2 separate regions of the Anas platyrhynchos genome follow, and region 1 is linked to region 2. A link is a contact called in public Hi-C data. All regions are on one chromosome and are shown on one strand. The core of a region is the stretch at or near the end of the contact, and the rest is flanking DNA. Distances in the headings are between cores, read along the strand shown. Region 1 overlaps NUMB (NUMB endocytic adaptor protein). Region 2 holds the start of RIOX1 (ribosomal oxygenase 1).

What was found. Hi-C and Micro-C count contacts between places; a contact is called where the count stands out from the background.
Region 1: a contact with region 2 is called in a Hi-C map of skeletal muscle, with 1.5 times the contacts expected there. The contact joins the enhancer-like site here to the promoter of RIOX1 in region 2. A contact is called at or near these places in 2 of 8 Hi-C or Micro-C datasets (F1 follicle and skeletal muscle).

Annotation. Positions count from the first base shown.
Region 1 is chr5:35,210,523-35,217,141 of IASCAAS_PekinDuck_T2T, reverse strand. The region is part of intron 3 of NUMB (NUMB endocytic adaptor protein); the gene reads right to left. Among named protein-coding and RNA genes, the nearest start is that of NUMB, 67 kb to the right of the region's middle. Within about 2 kb of position 3,586, at least 1 of the 8 cell types and tissues checked has an H3K27ac peak or open chromatin away from gene starts, as enhancers often do. A contact at or near this core is called in F1 follicle, where this site is marked.
Region 2 is chr5:35,137,418-35,144,004 of IASCAAS_PekinDuck_T2T, reverse strand. RIOX1 (ribosomal oxygenase 1) reads left to right here and starts at 3,798. Exons shown (of 1, transcript XM_005021698.5): 1 at 3,798-5,656. The coding sequence starts at 3,834. The coding sequence ends at 5,612.

The DNA of each region.
Region 1 (6,619 bases), core at 2,337-4,836, 73 kb before region 2:
ATGCAGGAATCCTCTGCTTGTGCATCTCCCATGATGGGAAAAGTTTGGTGTCAGTAACCTAAGAAAGTTTGTCAACTTCTCCTTAAGAGGAGAGATACAGGCAAGAACAAGGCTGAGGTTTAAAGATGGAGGAAAAAAAAAAGATATATGCATGTAATGAGCCATCTAGCTTGCATTACTATTAAGTTAGAGGACACCTTCCAGATTTGCTGAGCTATCTGCACATCTCATTTACCCAAGTGTAGGCAAAACGTTTCCAACTGAAGATCCAAACCATTCAGTCCCTGTACTTGGCAACCTGCCTTTTGCTTGCAAAAGGGAGAAACAGAGCAGGGTAAATATTGCCTCTTGCCACACTCCAAAACAGACAACCGCTTTCCCCTGTGTTGCCAAACCTCTATTCAAGTCACATGCTCCAACTTTCAGCAATCAGTCATGCCTCTGCTGCTAGAGACAGCAAATTCTGCTGCAGTTTTCAATGCTGCTTCCACTCCAGTGAATGGGGACATTATTGCACATATCAAGTGCATCTACCCACAGCAAAAGGGTACAATCCCCAGACCTCATCGAGCATCAATCAATTCTGATTTATAAAAGAAATTACGCTGCCACACAATACTTCTTTATGATGAGGACAAAAGGTGCTTTGTTGGCAATTACACTTTACACTTAAAGCCCTTCATAAAAAAACCTTATTCTTCCCAACGCACCATTTTTGCAGAAGCCAGAAGCTCATAGCTATCAATATCAATGGCCTTGTACGTTATATAGGTGGTTTCAAAAGTCTTCCCTGAATATTGTTCTTTTTATTTTCTTTTGTGGTTGTGGGTTTTTTGAGTTCCCTATAGATCCCAATATATTTTTAAGTATCTTTCTTATAAAAATAACTTCCAACTGTGTAATCAGAATGCTACAGTCCTCTCTTTTTTTGCAACACCAAGTCAAGTCTCCTTTAAGCAGCTGATCCTTTCCATATCTTCAGGTTTATTTCCAAAACCCTTTTTCCCATCAGGCTATGCATAGATATACGCAGCTCCTGTATTGAAGCAGCACTGCAATAACTTCTACTTATCTGGCTTTTAGCTGGTACTAATCAAAGGCTCAAGTATTTCAAGAAACTTGGCAAACAGCTCTGCCACAGACTGAAACCCTGCCAGTAGCCTTACATTTTTAATCAGAAGCGTTAAACTGTAGTTATATCATTACCTACCCTTAAATTCGAAACATTAGCTGAAGTTGCTAGTTAGAAAATGCTAAGAGCATTTTACAAATGACAATTTAAAATTTAATACAGTAAGAAAAATACAGCTGCTAGTTAGATTAAGACATGGTCTGCTCCTTACAGCCTTAAGTCCTGAATTCTGGTGTTTAACGTCCACGCAACAGAAAAACAAACCAAATTCTGCAGTTCTGTCACAGCAAAGAGAACACGTGGAAATCACTTTAAAAAGGCAATACATACACCCCGCATTTCTATACACGGTTTTTCAACATCTCTGAAAGAAAACTTCCCTTTCAAAGTAAGAGAAGAAAAACACACTGTGAAGTGCCTGGACAGAGACTGCCAAGTATAAGCAAAACGTCTTCCAAATTCCAGCATGGCATATTACCACGAACACACTCAGTGACTGGGACACAGAACTACTGGTTACACAGAACAGATGTGACCTGCATAAGCCATACCATGGCAGCTGATGACATTGCAGAACAGTAAGGAAGGGGAACCCTGGACATATTTGCACAGAGCTCTCCACATCACAAGAATCACACTGCCGGCATTCCTGGAGAAAGCAAGTATATTTCCATCATGGAAGTGCAAATAATAGGAATGCAGTATTAATATTGAATGCATTCCTACTTAATTTCCATAGCAACCATTGAATGATAGCCATACTGGCGATTCTCAGCCATGAGATGTTCTGTGAGAGATTTAATTGTTTTATCAGAAACGAACAATGCTTTTACAGAAGGTTAAAATCCTTGTGGGCAGAATCCACATAAAGGGTAACACAAAATAAAAGCTCTAAACAAAATACCTTCAAGTTGTTGGGAAACCCCTTAACATAAACATTTTTAAAGAAAAGTTTTGCTTATATTAACATTTTCAGGAAAAAAAAAAACACACACCAAAGGATGATATGATAGTATAGTAAGTAAAAAAAAACCCTTCCCTCTCCACCTCTAGGCAACAAACTTTCTGTTCTCTTTCACAGATGAAACACCTCTTTCGGAGGTATTTGGTATCACTCTTCAGTCAAACACTACAAAGCAATCAACACAGGAACAAGTCAAATTGGCACACAGCAAAATGCCCTTGGAACTTGAAAAGTGCTTGAAAAACTGAATTCTTTTTCAACATTTTAAGCTTTTCCCAATTTCCGCTAAAAGTGAACAACCTGAGTTATCACAGCAAGTATTTTTGGTGAAGCTGTCCTACTGACTTCCCCCAAACATATGCAATGGAAAGCATTCCTAATTAAACATCAAGGGCTGATGTATCAGGCCACAAATGTTGCTGGTCAGAAAATTAAATGAAACTGCTCTACAGTTTGTGTCCTATTACAAAAAATAATACCTTGTACTTCTTTGTTTTCTTTTCTTTCACAAATACTTGGTTATCCCAGTTTTCCAAAATGCAAAGTTCAATAGCTGCTGGCAAAAAGAAAAGGTCCTTCACCAGAATTTCTTCCACCTGGCCAACTGGCTGGATCTATTTGCAGTTAAGGTCTCTCTTCCAAACAGAGGCAGATACACAAATTACTGTAGTTTTCTCTACATTGCCAGATGTTCACTTGCACTGTTTTATTTACAATAATAGATTAGGCTCTTCAGATTATATTTTAAACTACATGGACACAAGAAAAGAGCTTACCATAAGTCTTGGCCAAGGTGTCCCATGTTAGAGAACTAACTGCTGCTGAGAGCAGCACACTACCATTTCCTCGGTATTTTTCCTGGAGGCAGCAGCATTCCTCTTTCTTCCTCTGTGTAAATACTGTTCTCTCTACTGCTATAAATAATACTCCATTTGAAGACTGAATACTTGGAATCTGTATGCATAGATACTCTTCTAGAACAGGTGTTCTTAACTCGCAGTTAAGGTGTACTTAACTCGCAGTTTCAGGGTGAAATCCTGTCTTGCAACTAGATACCAGATTAAATCCAAGAAGCCTGGATGCATCTCAAAGCTGAGCTAATTTTCCACTGGCCTCAGTAAGATTTACATCCAAATATTCAATACGTTACTTCTCTCCTCTCTCATATTCATGCTGATGCTTTTTAATTTATTGGTTTGAAACAGATGTTTGCTTAGAGCTGTAGAAGCACAGATAATGACGAAAAAAAAAAAGAAAAAAGGCATGATTAAGCATCACCAAACAAACTAAGCTAAATTCTGCTTATTCAGAACTACAGGTTAGTTATGATGCTATACATTCCCTTGGGGTCTGATTTCTTCCACTTCCCTAAGTCACCAGAACAGAAAACGTCTCATTAATTTGTTAACTCCTCAGCAAATATGCTCTGTAACTGCTATCACCACTAAATGTCTCTGAATAGCATGGGCCAAAACAATTTAACTCTAAGAATGAAGCAATATCTGTACCAGTAGTTCTCAGTGTCCTTTCACACCACACCCATCTAAGAATCACGCTGTACATTTCTCTTACTGATTCTCACGTTATACTTAGCAGTGTGAACAGAAAGAACACTGTGAGGAAATAAAAAACATTTCCCGTTAGGACTATTGAAGATGAAGTAGCAAAGTTCAATGTAGGATACACAAATGCTGTATTCTTCGTCGTCTCACAAATCCCTGAAATGTGGCTGAGAAGGAACCCAGGAGGTTATGTAGGACACCGCTTGCCTCAAGGCAGGATCTACTTCCACATCTACATCAGAGAAGTCAGCCCGGTAGCACTACAACATTTCTGTAGCTGGAGATCAATAGGGTATGCCATCCACCCTGTAGCTTACATGACATACTGTTAGAAAGGGGGGTTGATTTACTGAGTTATCGTTGTGAATGCCTATCCAAAATTTCCCTTGATGAGGCTTAAAAGACCCGCTATTTTCCTAGCCCCTTTACAGCTTTGTGCATGTTTAATTTTTCAATCGTTCACTCTGATGTGCAATTCCTACACTTCTGGGAACTCAGTATTTGTAAATAAACTTAAAAGTCTGTTAAAAAACAAGTGATGATAACACAATGCACAGGTGCACATCGTACCTTTTCTTCAAGTCCTGCAAATAAATCAATTTCCACTTATGACATTGGAAATCCTCTAGCTCAGCAAAATAAAAAACAAAAACTCAAAATTAAAAAGGATAACCCAATAATAACTTTTTTTCTTTTTAATTTCCAATACTTAAATTATATTTAAAAGCTAAATTTCTACAAGGACATCTAAACCATTTTTACGGCTCTAGACATAAATACTCGTATCTTTAAAACAATTTGAAGTTTATTAAACAATGTAAGAATTTGACCTTGGCCAAAGACAAGCGGGTTTTTAAAATGAGTAAGAAGTTTCATTTCAAACTTGTTTGCAAGGCTATTCAAACTAAAGGCTATATACAAATCTGAAAAGTTTAAAGATTATGGATTGAATTGCATTCCTTTAGTCATGACAAAAGTGCATAGGAATTTATTTAAGATAAGTCTTACACCTTCTGTTACAATTAGCTGTCTTCCTGGGATCTGAAACGCTGCAGGAATTAAAAAAATTACATGCTGCTGGGTTATCATGCCATATGTATGCTTATTGTTCACTGCTAACATCAATTCATGCCTTAAGAGGTTGGGATTTGTAGTGTTTAACGTGTAAGGCTTTGCGACGTTTCAGAAATCAGCAGATTTGTCACTTTAACTTCTTAAAAATGCTTAACATAGTTCCCAAAGACTGTTCAAGCATCTCAAGCCTCCACAGTCAAAAATACCACAGGCCTTACTTAAAGGCACTGCAGCATCAGAAGCAAGTAAACTCCTTCACAGCTATTATTATTTCAAACTAAAAGTGTATGTATTAACAGGTGAAATAACAGCCAGTCACCTGTGCTGACTACCAGCCTTTCTGATCTGGAGGAAGGGAATGGCATGCAAGCTGTGCTTATAAACTAATTTAAAATATAAAAAAATATTTTTAACATGAGATTTGTATCTTAGACATTAAGCAATAAGGCTCACTATGTAAATTCCAAAACTAAAAACAACAACTGGGCAGCTATGAGTGGTGTGAGAGCACACAGCAAAGGGACAGCTGTGGCCTATTTCCTACTGAGGGAGGTTTCAGTGGGCTGCATACACACTAATTACGTAAGACACTGCTCCGTCACAGGGATCCCAGAGATGGAAGCCAGCACTCACAGCCACATTGACCCAGTGACAATATTCTATGAGGCCTAGAGCAAGTCATTCCCTCTTTTATCCTCTCTGCGCTTTTTAAAAATATTCTTTATTATTATTATTAATTATAAACATTATACTAAGTTATATATTAATATAAAGTGTTAGTGTCTTCCAAACATCTCCCATCAAAGCAAGAACTAGACAAAACAATCGAAGAGTATTTGATCTGAAAAGTTAATTCTCTTGTAAGTGAACGTACTACTGTATCCATTTGATTTCTATCTGGCAACACTAACATAGAAATCAAGATTCAGTGGAGAGGCTAATTCACATGACACCATGTGTTCAGTGCTAAACTCCGGACTTCAGACTCAAAACACAAGTGTGGTATGTTACTCTTCCCCACTGACTTTATTCATTGATATATTTAGTTTTTCTGTTGAAATAAGTGGAATAAAATACATACACAAGCAACCTTGCAGGCTACAGGCAACAGTAGCCTTAGACACATTAAGGTCAAAAGAGATTGACCCCCAGAAACTTGGAAGTAAGTGACAGAATAAAACTAATCCAATTAATCCAAGCTGCATCTGGCTGTTGAGTCCTCTAGAACCACAGGTAGGAATCAACTGTAAATGTTCCCTTTGATACATAAGTTGGTTAGAAGAACCAAGAACTTGCAAATGTTCAATTTGTTTAATTCTCGTAAGTAGGGGGAAATGACCTAATTTTCCTGATATAAATTTCACAGGCCAGTTACTCTACAGTGCACTTGTATGAACAAAAACTACTTACCCAGAGGGACATTCGGAAAGGCATTTCAGACAAAAGAAGCCCTAGTGTCAAATATTTTAGTCATTAAAACATAGAACAGCTGCATGGTCTCAGTGAGGTAGTGTCTGGAGCAAGAAAGCAAGTTGGAAAACGTGTATGTCAATGAACTTCATTTTGGACAATTATAATTTATAGAGATTGTGTAAAAATAAATTATAGCACTGATAAGAGCAGCTTTAACGTCCGTTAGAATAATTGACTTCTGAACAGTTGTAAATGCAATGTCTCTATGTAAACCTTTTATATATTACATAGGTATGGCACATTTTTTTCTCCTCAGAGGGAAGATTCACTACTGAAGCACAGTAGTTACTTTTTAATTTTCTAGAACAGTGAAAGAGAATGGTCCTGTCTGAGACCTGAATGCCTGTCGTATTTTCTGCAGCGACTTTTCAAGAAGTATTAACGGTTCCACACTTCATAAAGAGGCAGCTCTGC
Region 2 (6,587 bases), core at 2,549-5,048:
TAAGTACTACGTAGGCTTTCTGCTGTCATGCTCTGAGCAAACCTGAACAATATGGTTGCTAAACCAAGACATCCTGTTTGAACAGATATTTCCATCTGATATGCTGCGTCAGAGGTGAGCAAGCGATTTCAGAGTACTTCAGAAAAAAACACAGTGTAGACAGCTTTTTTGCCCACTTACCAGGAAAGGAGAAAGTCTTTTGCAACACCTCTGAAAAGGAGAAACGCACCGAAGAACCAAATGCTGAATGTCACAGCTGTATGTCAGAACTGCTACGTGTTCATTTTGAAATAGATGGCATGCATGTAGTTAATGAGCAAAGCTGTGCACTTGCCATAATTAATACAGAAAGGATATGAATAGAAAGAATCCTTTACAATCCTTCTGCCCTGGAAAAGCCTCACCCAAACAGCCTGTCAAGAGCCATCTCTGCATATCAAAAGCATATTCTCTACCACCAGATACACAATGCATGCGCAACAGCCTGACTGTACCTTCTGTCTTAATTGTCAGTATGTGAGCAATCTCACAGGGCACGTACTTCACTCAGATTCTTTTTGCTTTCGTTTTATGATGTGGATTTTCATGGTCATTTACCTCTCTCCTTCTGCTGAAAAGCAAGAAGGCTGGAGCCGTGGTGTCTGCAGCTTTGTGGTTAGTCACTGCCTACGGAGTCACTGCAGATGGTATCTGCTCAATGCTACCAAATGCTAGATGACATATATTAAGAACACAAAAAGCCCTCATAAAATTACTTTTGAAATGCCTACAAAGTAAACCCTGCGATTACAGTGGGCATGAGGTGACAGCTCAGTCAAGGGTCCTACTCAAATATTTTATGTAATTTCAGCTCCAAGTTACAGAGCTTGTATTTTAGTGTCACGTAGGACAAGAGGAAACGTCTGTGCTTCCAATTCCTCCAAAAAGATAATTTCACAGGGGAGCCTGGACCTTGTAATTATTATTTTTATGAATTTGTTTTAATTGGACTTTTGCATGGCAGGAACGGCTTATTTTCTCAGTGGGGCTCTGTGTGCCAGATAACCAGGATTAAAGACTACAACCAGTCACTGAATAAGAAAATCACTGAGAAGAGAGAAACAGCTGGAGACAGGCCAAAAACTCTGCCAAGAGATGCTTCAGTGAGTGAGTGCATTCACTCTGATGAGGGGGCCAGAGGATAGCTCTTGAGAAACAGTTCCTGAATTAGCTTTTAGTCTTGTTATCTGGCAGTGAACTTTATAGCTTTCACAAAGAGGAGCAGGCTTCACAATCCTGCCCAGTGTCCTTCCAGTGATGACATCCTGGATGTCACTGGGCTGTATGAGAAAGACTCTCAGGGCTCTAAGCTGAGGAAACCTGTTAGTAAAGGCTTGAAATGTTCCTTTTCCTTACCGGGTATTGCTTTTGGCACGAGAACAAAACTGACAGTGCGAAAGGAAGGCTGCCAGCAAAGTAATCATGAGAAAAAGGATTAAACCTAGTTTAACTTTCTAAAAGTGACCGATTTACATTAGTGGTTTTTCAGGAACTAAGAGAATGTGCTGGGCAGCTTGCACAATGGTGAACAATTGAGCATCCAATATACAGAGAAGTAAAAAATGTGGATTAGGCCCAATTGTGCAAATAATTTTGCCCTTTCCGCTCCTTAGTGAATATTGCTCATAGCTTTGCAGGATCACGCCTTATACAAGCTGTTCTTTAAACCCAAGATTTCAATTCCTTGAACCATGAGTGGAAAAAGGTTAAAATATCAAATAAGCCCTGCACCTCTTTGAGGTGCCATTTACTTATTTCTTCTGAAGTCACTTGTGGCTCTTTTATAAGTTGTACTCACCACATTTTTTATATCCTCTTAAATAAAATGTGTGTGGCTCTTGGCAATGCAGCTTATATGCTCATAAAATCTGAGTAACTTTGTGCTAAATTCTAATTAAGAAATTTAATTGAGCCTCCAGTTGCTACTATGTCTGTGTGAGCAGCAGCTGGGGACCACCTAATCATTCAGAGATCTGTGCTACTTTCCTTTTGTTTATTTAAAGAGTTTTATGTGACGCTCTACTTTCTTTTCAACAAATTCCCTTGAAATATCGGACAGTGAATGAAAACGGCATGTAAACCTCTTGGCTATTCCTAGAAAACCATCTGAGTACTCTGTAAGTGATATGAAAGCTCTCTCTTTGCGCCGTAGGTCAAAATCCTTTCTTGTGTGGCACAGAAAAGTAGCAACGTTCTTTATTCATGAAAGCCTTTACCATTGGAAAGGCTCAACTGTCAAAAGAAACATTTTGTTGTTGTAGAGATTTCACCACCATTATTTTCCACCATGTCCTTCACTTTGGGACTTTGGTATACATCAAGAAATCCAGTGTCAGTCATCTATCTTTCAGCAGTAGAAAGTGGCATTCGTACCAAGATCAGAGCCCCAGAGTGGGACTTTGAACCCACTGTACTGGTAAACACCCAGGACAGCACTGCTGAACTCATTAGAGATATTCCGGAGCAACTCGGGTCAGGCTCTGTACCAAGCTCTCAGCGTCTAAGAATTGGTTGCACTCGAGTAAATTAAACAGTAACACGAATAACACCTCAGAAGCCCAGAGTTTTCAAAGGTCTTTTTTCCCCCCAAAGCCTACTTAGCCATGCTTACATGCAATTCAAGCATACAATAGTCGAATTTCTACCCTATTTCAAAGCGTCTGCCTCTTGGTTTTGTTTAGGGCCCAGTTCTGCTGAAACGGTTTCAGCTGATAAGATTATTCGGGTAAGCAGGGCTTAACCTTGGGAAACAAAGAACGGTTTGAAATGCAGAGCTCACCCTTCCTTCTCTCCCAGGATACACACGAACACACAGCCTGCTTTCACTTTCCTCTCATTTTAAACCCCATCCAGAGCAGAAATCCTGCCAAGAAACCTCCCCATGCCCATTCCGGCATCTCTTCCAGCCTTCCCCAAACACCCTGCGGAGGAGCCGGCAGTGCGGGAGCGCCGGGCTGCCTCTGCCACCTGCTGGCAAGGCCGAAAATGCTCAAGAAATTAAACCGGAGGCAATAATGTTATCCACGCACCTCTAAAATGAGGCTTGCAATCGAAAGATATCTTAAGACAAGCCAAAATATCTTAAACCTGTAAGGTGTCTGTTTCCAGTTAAGACTGAGCAGCTGAGAGCACCCTTACTGGGCCGGGCTGGGGATTTCTGCTCCTGCCTCCTGGTACCACGTAAATGTAGGTCGGGGCTGAAATCCTGGCAATGCTAAAGGTGGAAGAGGCCAAGACTGGCTTTCCAGCTCCCTATCCTAGGCCCGTTACACTAAGTGGCCCACACGACAGATCTGCATGTGTCTTTGAATGTTAGCTGCTTACTTTATGTTAAATACATAGCTGTGTGAAGCTGATATTCAGATCTGTGAGAGGTTAATAACACCTTTGTAAACCGTAAGCTTCCTGAGCACACTCGGGTAATTGCTCCAGTTACATGCTCTGGACTAACAGGAGGTAAAATGTCCATGCAAAATCCATTCCCACAAATGATGTCAGTCCACCAGAGATTTTTCTCACACGAGTATTGCTCAGTGAATTTCTCCTATTGAAGCTTGTTCTTGATCAGGAAATCACCAACATAGCCTAGTGCCTGAAGCAGCAGCCTCGGAGGGGTCAGCTCCGAGTACCATGTACCCAGCACCACGAGGCTACACCCTGTGAACAGCGAGACGCCCCTGCAGCCTGCCGGGCCCTAGGCAGCACCGGGCTCGTTGAGGCCCCACGGCGGGACCGGCGCCGGGCGGCGCCACCGCGCCCACCCCGGCGGAAGCGGCCCAGCGGGGCGGGCCGAGATGGCGGCGGGCGGCGCGGAGGAGCTGCAGCAGCAGCAGCGGCGGCGGCTGGGCCGGCTGTCGGCGCTCTCGGTGTACCGCCGGGCGGCGGGGGCCGAGCGGCTGGAGCGGCGCCGCCGCGGGACGCCGCTGCCCGCGGGAGGCAGGCGGGCCAAGGCGCGGCCGAGGCGCGGCGCGGCGAGAGGAGGAGGCGGCCACGAGTTGGCGGCGCCGCCACCGCCGCCGAGCGCCGCCACCGCCGTGCCCGGCCGCGTGGAGCGGGCCGAGGCAGCGCCCGGGAGCGCTGAGAAGAAGCCGCCGGGGGGCCCCGCGCCGAGCCCGGGCGCCCCGAGGGTGCGGGCTCCGGTGGGGAGCACCGAGGCGAAGCCGCCGGGAGGCCCCGCGGCGAGCTCGGTTGGCGGCGGCGTGCCGGGGCTGCTGCGGCGGCTGGGGCTGCTGGAGGACAGCCGGCGGCGGGCGGCGGAGCTGTTCCGCTGGCTGGTGGCGCCGGTGGAGCCGGGGGAGTTCGCGGGGCGGCACTGGGAGCGGGCGCCGCTGCTGGTGCGGCGGGGGGACCCCGGGTACTACGCGGGGCTGTTCTCCACGGCAGACTTCGACGCCATCCTGCGCAGCGGCGAGGTGCAGTTCGGGACCCACCTGGACGTGACCAGCTACGCCGAGGGGGTGCGGGAGACGCACAACCCCGTGGGCCGGGCCCTGCCCGCCGTCGTCTGGGACTTCTACCAGAACGGGTGCTCCCTGCGGCTCCTCAACCCCCAGGCCTTCTCCGCCACGGTCTGGCACTTGCTCTCCGTCCTGCAGGAGTATTTCGGGAGCATGGCGGGGGCCAACACCTACCTGACGCCACCAGGCACGCAGGGCTTCGCCCCCCACTACGATGACATCGAGGCCTTCGTGCTGCAGCTGGAGGGGAAGAAGCACTGGCGCGTTTACAGCCCCCGGACAGACACCGAGGTGCTGCCCCAGTTCTCCAGCGCAAACCTGACGCAGGCTGAGCTGGGCAAGCCTGTGCTGGAGGTGGTGCTGGAGGCTGGGGACCTGCTCTACTTTCCCCGGGGCTTTATCCACCAGGGCGATTGTCTGCCTGACGCGCACTCGCTCCACATCACGGTGTCCTCCTACCAGAGGAATTCCTGGGGCGACCTCCTGGAGAAGCTCCTCCCGGCGGCCCTGCAGATGGCCCTGGAGGAGGATGTTGAGTACCGGCAAGGGCTTCCCATAGGCTACCTGGGGTACATGGGGGTCGCCAACTCCGATGCAGCTGACGCTTGCCGAACGGCTTTTGTGGAGAAGCTGCAGAGACTGGTGAAGAAACTTGTTGACTATGCACCCATTGATGCTGCTGTAGATCAGAGAGCCAAGTCGTTTCTTCATGACTGTCTCCCCCCGGTGCTTACCCAAAGTGAAAAACAGCTAAGCGTGTATGGCTTTCCAGCCCAGTGGCAAGATGGAAGTCCCCGCAATGTTGACATACTAATAACAAAAGACACAGAAGTTCGTCTCCTCCGTCATGGCATCATTAGGTTGTGCAATGAAGAAGCAGGTGTGATGCTGTACTACACAACAGAAAATTCAAGAGTGTATCATAAGGAAGAACCCAAGTACCTTGAGATAGATCCTGAGTATACAGACAGTATTGAATTTCTTCTGTCTTCCTATCCAAACCATGTCACTGTGGATACCCTCCCATGTGGAACGTTGGATGACAAGATTTCTTTAGCCACACTCCTGTTTGAGAAGGGCATTCTGACTACTAAGAAACCACTGGTGCAAGTGTAACTCTTGTTTTTGTACAAAATAAACATACATTTGTTTAGAAAGTATTCTCTCTTGTTTTCACTTTATACCTGCTTAGGTGTGAATGAGCAGTCTGATCACAGTATCTGATCTGAGTGAAGAATGACTTTGACCTGGACAGAAAAATCAAATGTTCTTATTAAAACAAGGATCCTCTCTAGAAGCAACTCTGCATGGCTGAGTGACTGGAGAGGTTTTTCTTTATTTGTTTTGTTTTTTCATTTCCCCTTTTGCCAGCCATATGCATCCTAGCTAACTTCAGGAAGCTAGTGAACTTTTTACAATCTGTAAATCTTCTATGTTTACCAAGTATTGTAAAGCAGCCTGCACTACTGTGGGATGTACTCTTATTACGTACAGACATACTTGGTGATGGGTATTTATGATCCTGGTAAGCAAGGCACTTAGACTCTGTGAGGTAACATTAAAAATGCTGTTAGAGCTAATGTTATGAGAAGAGAATAGCACAATCTTAGTTCCCTTTCGATGTGGAGCATCAAAGTGGACTCTAACACACAAGCACCATGCCATGCAGATAGCGCACAGCAGAGATACTCCCCTGCTGGTTATTCAAGCTATTACAGAGTTTTCTTAAAAGGATACAGCTCTGAGTATCTTGTCTACAGTCAAACAGAAACGTGCATGAGAACTTGCTGCACTGTTAGTATCTAACAAGACACTTGCTGCATTGTCGATACTATATTAGGAGGAGCTGTTGACTCCCTCGAGGGCAGAGAGGCCTTGCAGAGAGATCTTGGCAACTTAGAGAGCCGAGCAATCACCAATGATGTTAAATTTAACAAGAGCTAGTGCCAGATTTTGTACCTGGCTATATGTACGGTCTGGGGGATGAAAGGCTGGAGAGCAGCCCTACGGAAAGGGATCTGGGGTTTCTGGTCAATGCCAAGTTGAATATGGGTCACCAGTGTGCCCTGTCAGACAAAAGGTCCAACTGTA